Linked DNA regions of Zea mays: region 2 is linked to region 1. Evidence: chromatin contacts called from public Hi-C data. All regions are on one chromosome and are shown on one strand. The core of a region is the stretch at or near the end of the contact, and the rest is flanking DNA. Distances in the headings are between cores, read along the strand shown.

Region 1 (3,511 bases), core at 673-3,172:
TTTTAAGCATTGTTCCTTAGCCATCTCCTCGATTTCCATCGTTGGGGGTGCTCTCACTTGTTGAAGCTTAATTTTCTGCAATGTGATCTAACTTACCGTATAGCTGTGAAATACAAGTTAGTCATAATAATCTTGTGTTGTCATTAATCATCAAAAGCAATTAGGGGCCAAGATACTTTCAACGGGGAAGAGGTGCGCCAGTTTTGGGATAGCTAAGCCATGTCACCGACCGCTGGAGTCGGGTGGAGGGAGGCGGTGGTAAACCCTAGCCACTGCTCATCGGGTAGGAGTCGAGGGACAAGTCGGGTGGAAGCATTCAAATAGAATAGAAAATGATTTCATTTTATAAACAGTGGTACTTGGATAGTATTTTGAAAATTTTGGATGGTAGAAATCTGAAATATCTTGGGTAGAAAGAGATTCTGGATTGGATTGGAGATATATGTAGTTTTTTATAAATCTATTAAACTCCTATATCACTTTGATTGGGATTCCAAATTTTTAATAGTAAACATGTATCGAAAAAGTAGAAAAGAGGGGCCCTAGTTACTCATTAGGACTGATTTGGTGACAAGAGAATTGAGAAGATACATCATACATGGTGTTGGGCACCAAAAATACCTAGCGGACGGTCAGCGGTGGAGGCGCGGACGGTCCGCGCATGCGCAGAGTCAGTTAGGGTTCCTAGTTTCTCGCGGGATTTGTTACCTAAAACCGCGGGATTAACTCGGGAAACAGTTGGAAACGGATCCAGACCTCCCCTTTATATAGATGAAGGGCTACAGCCGATTGAAACCCCCAACAATCGATCAAATCCAGTCTATTACTCGTTTTTTACCTTATGCATTAGGAGTAGTTCTAGTTTAGCCCTAGTTTAGTATTCCAATCCCTAAATTCTCCGCTTCTCTTCGACTCTACGTCGATTAGAGGAGTCTAGGTCGGTCTGCCGAGCCTAGACAACCCCTAGGATCTCTCCTCCCCGACGGGGTCCCTCCCGGGAGCGAGATCTAGGCGCCGCCGGCGACCTTCGCCGCCCCCTGCGCACGCGCGGACCGTCCGGCCCCAGGGCGCGGACCGTCCGGCCGTCAGGCAGGGAACGTCAGCCCCTGTACCAGGTCGTGGACCGTCTGGCCCCTAGCCGCGGATCGTCCGCGCCTGTGTAGAGAGCACCGCCGCCGGTTCTTGTTGAGTGTTTGGCGCCCGAAAAAGGTGTCAACATACTTTTTGGCGACTCCGCTCGGGATTAGGTGTCTAGACCTGCTAAAAATCGGCCCATAGATGGCTGGTTCTAAGGATCACACCAAGATCTCCACCACCAACATCATCAAGCCGGCCATGGATGCACTCCCGGCTGATGACTGTAAAGCCCTAAAATTGTGTAAGATAAAAAAATGATAAAATAAATAAATACATATATAAAATTGTTTTGGGACCACGGAACCTTGAGAGACTATCTAGTTTTCTTTTCTTTGTGCATATTCAATTAGTGAGAATATATTGATCAAATAACAAATAAATACTGGAATATGCATTTCATGCTGAGGTTCTTTTATATTTGCATCTGTATTCAAATTTGTGAGGCAAGTTAGGTTTGAAAAGTAGAATTTGACAATAGAAAGGGAAACAAGAAAAGAGAAGAAAATAAAAAAAGAATATACACTATAAACATATATATATTATAAATAAATAAATAATAGGCGTCGACTTAATAATAGGATTTTTATTGGATATTTGGAAAACTTAAGTTCAACAGAATTTGAATTTGAATTAGAGTCTTAAATTTGGAAAGAAAAATAAAATAAAAAAAACGAATCAACTACTTGGGCCGAATTTGGTTCCCACGGCCCAACACCAATTTAGCTGCACGGGCCAATTGATCTTGTGTTCGGCTGGTTCACGCGTCGACATGTGGGCCCCAGTGGTCAGCCTCCCCTCGCGCTTGCGTCCGCAACACCCATGGGCAGACCGCGGGCGTGCTCTCGTGCGCCAGTGTGGGCCCTAGCTGTCAGATGGTCTTCTTCCCTTCCCCGCGCTGCTCGCCGCGATTGTTGGATGGCGGTGTTGGGGTTGGAATCCTGGGACCCAGTTAACCTCGCCTTACCTGCGCTCGCTGGCTTGTGGGCCGTCCCATCTGGCGCGCTTCCCCCACGAATCTCGCCAACGGAAATCCGAATCCCGCTTCTGTCGCCATGGCCGAACTCCGCGCGGGCTGTTACAATCATGGCCGGCGGGCTACATAAATACGGCCACGTTCCTCCTTTGGGTCATGGCTCAGCTAGGAGATAGCCTAAGCGCGCGGCACCATTAGAGAACAGTAAGGAATTGAGATCGGGTGGCGGCTGTCTCGAGCAAACCACGCCCGCCACCGTTGATACCTGGAAATGCAAACTGCGTGACCTCGAATTAGGGCTGGGGAACTACATGGGTGTCGCCCTGAAGTCACTAGGGTGGACTGGTGTGGATCCGGTGCCTGGGAAGCACCAAATTCGTCACCAGAGTCGGTGAAGACCGCCGGTCCGCGCCATGGTGTGGTCGGGCACCTCCTCAAATCCTGACACCGGTAATGCTTCCATGCCGTACTCCTCGTCCTTACCAGTGTATGTACCGAACTTGGGTTGGATTAGGGTATCGGGGCCCCTGCTGGCCGTGCTTGGATGGAGCGTCGCCGTGGGGAGTAATCTCCGCCAAGCTGATATGCGGGAGGATGAAGATGGCCTCCTGGCCCTTCATTCTGTGATGGGCGGTCCAAATTGGGACACACCATCCCTTTACGCTATCAAATCTAGACCATCGATCTCGGGTTATACGATCACGATTAGAAGGAAGGCGGGGTCGGTTTTGAACCGTAGGATAGAGATCTAGCGAACCACGTGACATACCGGTTCAATTGAAGTGGGCTTCTAATCTGAACCTTTGACTCGCGATCTGACGGCCCAGAGGTAAGCATACCCCTTCGCCGTGAACTTCTTTCAAAAGTAACCCTAGGGTTTTACCTATTCAACCCGCCGTCCGCGCGGGGTGAATCCTGAGTCTTGGGAAAGTTTTGCGTGGTAACCCCTGCGTTCCTCTGTTTTTTACGCCCAGTCCAGAAAACAATAAAAATAGAAAATTAATTATAGAAATTGTTTGTTAATAAAAAATCAATTCCAGAAATTTGTATAATTCATAACTAATTCATTTTAAGTCCAAATTGATCCATTCCAATTTCTGTAATTTTGTAATATTATTGTTTATCAACTAGTGTCTCTGTTTTGATATGAAAACCCTATCAAAATTAATCTCCTAATTAATCTTGTACATGGCACCTAGAACTTTTGGAAATCCATAACTTAAAATCTATAACTCCAAAATTAATAATTCATGTTCCTGTGATCTTATTTTAATATGTAGATTATTAATATGTATTTTCATATATGTTTGGTGTGATGTTAATTTTGCATATACACTGTTTGTTTGTATTGCTATGACTAGCGTGAGGTCACGTGTCATTTGAAGAGCAAGTTAGTACCTG
Region 2 (3,519 bases), core at 369-2,868, 130 kb after region 1:
GAGGGATCCGATCCTCCGGAACTCTTAGCTCCGGAAGAAGGGCAGGAACCCGACCCCTCCGAGATTAACCTTTTGTGCCAGGAAAGCTTCGACGAAGGCAAGTCCACCCTTCCCTTGATGCATTATTTACCTATTTCTCTCTACCACTGCTTATGACTGAATTATGGGATGGGAATCGAATTGCATGGTAAGCATGAGAGAGCCCGCATTAACTATTATTTCGATTAAAGATATGGGACAAGTAAAAAGGGGTATAAGTGAAATGTTTTCCAAAAAGAGTGCGATGATGGGTACTCACCCTCATCACCTAGTGAAGTGGGATGATCAGGGACTCCCTGGTTTAGGGGAGGGTCTAAGGTGTTGGCTCAGCTGGTTTAGGCGTGAGCAGAAGGATCGTCCTCTCATATAAGGACCGGTTTGTCATCTTTCATTACCTGTACTCCCAAAAAGTACAACCACTCGAGGCTGTGTGGGCAGCCACTCAATCTGAACTCGTACGGTCCCACCCCAGGGTTATGAAGGCTGGGGTAGCACCGGGAGGATAAGGAAGGGGAATGTTTTGTCCGGTTTGGACATGGTGGTGGCCTGACTCCTTCCGGTATAACCATTAAGGTTCGGACGTACAAGGAAGGAAAGAGTTTCGGATTCGGGTCTCATTGGCCATGAGATCGCAGAGCCGGACTAGTGGGTAAAGTGTACCCCTCTGCGCAGAGTCTAAACCTATTCGAATAGTCCGTGTCCACTGGTATAGACGAGTCTGGTATGATATGACAATTAGTGTTTTCTACCACAACTGGGAACAGGGAAATGTGTGTGTATGTTCTGGAAAGAAAGTAGTACCACGGGAGCGGGAAGCTCAGTGGTAGTCAAGCAAGTGTTACTTCTATTGTTTTGGGAAAACCCTAACTATTGAGTACTGCCTTTCTCTGAAAAAGTATGAGTGACTTCAACTCCACCACAATAAGCATGTACAATATAGGTCACTTTCTCTTTACGGGAGCCGAGTGGGCTTGCGGAATACCTAGTGTATTCACCCAGATTTATTTATGTTTTTCAGCAGCTGAAGACTTCTTTTCTGCTATGCTTGATTGATGGGGCTGTGTCTTCACCCAGTTCTGCCTGTGGCCTGGGCTATTTTATCTTCCACTGCGCTTTATTTTGTTTCGGCTCACTTTCGAGCTTGTATCCCCGGTATTGTAATAACATTATTCAGACTCTGTAACTATTTGAAGTAATGAATGTGATTACTAGCCTCCTGGGACTAGTAATTGTATCACATTTGAGTCCCAAAGGATCGGGACGCTTCAGGTACACCAACTTCTTTAGTCTAATTCAGGATTTCAGGTATCCGAGACAAAGAACTCCGAAATTATTATTTTGGGTTTCTAGATTTATTACCCAATTAAGTATTTGATACTCGTTTTTTGGTTGGTTTTGGTTTCAATATTGATTCTTGTCCTGATTCTTTGGTATTTGGACGTTGGTTCTTAAACTATTTTTAGTAGCTTATCTCTATATTTATATTTAAACTCTATTTTAAAGATAATGCAGTTTATAATACAAAACACTAGAAACAAGACGATTTAGATAAACTATGGTACGACTTATGTCGAGGCCTGCATACGGTCATACGTGTTATTTCCGAAAGCCAATTTTGTGTCACACCTCCTCCGCTACCACCATTCCACACCACCGCGGGTCCTCCCGCCAGCCTCGAGAGAACCGCGCGCCGCGCCCCCATCTTTTCCCCCAAACCCTCCGCGCGAGCCCGAGGCCCCGAGCGTCAGGCAAGGCCGCACACCGCCGCCGCTTCCCCTCATCATCCGTCTCCTCCCCATCCCTTTCCCCTCATCCGCATTCGGTAGGCTGTGGCGCCAGTGTCCGCTTCAGGACTGGATTGGTCGTGGGAAGCAAGAACCGCCCGCCCGCGCATTAGAACCCTAGCCCCCGCCAATCTAACAGCGCAAAGAATCCGGAAAACCCCCGGCTTTTCGGTCTCCCGAGCCCGGGAGATCCATCCTTCGCTGCGTCGGAGATGGTGAGTGCGTTCTTGACACCCCCCCTCTGGTATTCTTCCCTCCACGGAGATTTGTTTGGCTAGCGGTTTCTTGGTTCGTTTCCTGTTCTTGACTTCCAATGCCTGATCGATTCTTTCGTTGTTTTCCGGGGGCGCAGTCGTCCGACATCCGTAAATGGTTCATGAAGCCGCAGGACAAGAGCGCGGCGGCATCTGGAGCCGCCGGGAAGCCCTCGGGGTCGGCGGCTGAGAAGAAGCCCGTGCTCAGCATTCCGGAGAAGAAGTCGGCGCCCCCCGCATTGGTAGGATTCTGCTCTGTGTTCGTAATTGTTGCCTTGTTAGCCGTAGATTTGGTTTTGACCTACTAGTTACTAGTTAGATTAGATTATTGACAAGGCTTTTGAGTTTCCTCAGCATTGCATCGATGGTATCTATGGCATTATGTAACAAATGAGCACCACCTTGTTTGGTTTGTTTGGTCAAAGCTAACAGCAGTTCTTCTCTATTTTTTCATTATTGTTCTACAATGTTTGGTGCTGCCCAAGTTCTGACATTATTAATGCCACATCTTGAGTCAATCAGGCGTCCTGTGACCATGATACTTCCGCTAGAAGGAAGACAAGCAAATATTTTGGGTCAAAAGCAGAAAAGGACTCAGATGTCCAAATGGCAGACGCCTCTGGGGGGAAGAGTGCGGCTAAAAGAAAACTTCAGAAATGCAACGATGAAGTCAAGGAGGACAGCAAGCCTTTTCCAGCAAAGAAAATGTTTGATGATGAAGAAGATGACGATTTTGTGGCACCTGCAAAGAAGAAAACTCCAGTGAAGCCACCACCTTCAAAAAAGCTTAAAGTTGAATCTAATGTTGAAGCCCCTGCAAAGACTACTGGTGTTGATGATGCTGAGGATGAGGACAGGATGGATGAAGATGCCAAGACCCCCTCTAAAGGAGCTGGAAGGGGAAGGGGAAGAGGAGGAAGAGGAGGAGCAGGAGCTGCCCCTGGGGGCAGAGGTAGAGGAGGTGGGAGAGGTTTTATGAATTTTGGTGAGAGGAAAGATCCTCCTCACAAAGGAGAAAAGGTAACACTAACGTTACTGTCAATGTTTTGAAAAATTCAAAAACTCAATGCTGAACTGTCTATTCCACCTTCTATAATTTGTAGGAGGTCCCAGAGGGTGCCCCTGACTGTTTATCTGGTCTGACATTTGTCATAAGTGGTACCCTCGACAGGTGCCAATTTCTATGTATAATATTTTTCTCTCTTACTTTTTCACTTTTTGTGGTGGCTTTTGTTAGGTTTCAGCTCTAGCATTCCCTAACTTGCTTGGGACTAAAAGTCTTTGTTGTTGTTGATAATATCATGTAGCATAGTTTAATGATAATGCAATGACCAATTAGTTAAAGACCACCTTATGTTTGTTTCTGTGTGCAGTCTTGAACGTGAGGAAGCAACTGATCTAATTAAGCGTTATGGTGGCCGTGTGACTGGCTCTATTAGTAA

Evidence for each region. A called contact is a pair of places that touch in the nucleus more often than the background predicts.
Region 2: a Hi-C map of tassel shows a contact between it and region 1, with 2.6 times the contacts expected there. The contact joins the promoter of LOC103648088 here to the enhancer-like site in region 1. A contact is called at or near these places in 5 of 25 Hi-C or Micro-C datasets (ear, endosperm, leaf and 1 more).

What each region holds. Positions count from the first base shown.
Region 1 is chr2:232,650,314-232,653,824 of Zm-B73-REFERENCE-NAM-5.0, forward strand. No RefSeq gene overlaps it. Among protein-coding and RNA genes, the nearest start is that of LOC103648086, 7.4 kb to the left of the region's middle. Within about 2 kb of position 1,923, at least 18 of the 20 cell types and tissues checked have an H3K27ac peak or open chromatin away from gene starts, as enhancers often do. A contact at or near this core is called in ear, leaf and tassel, where this site is marked.
Region 2 is chr2:232,784,859-232,788,377 of Zm-B73-REFERENCE-NAM-5.0, forward strand. LOC103648088 (replication factor C subunit 1) reads left to right here and starts at 1,619. Exons shown (of 22, transcript XM_008672591.4): 1 at 1,619-2,038; 2 at 2,176-2,319; 3 at 2,600-3,097; 4 at 3,181-3,248; 5 at 3,451-3,519. The coding sequence starts at 2,036.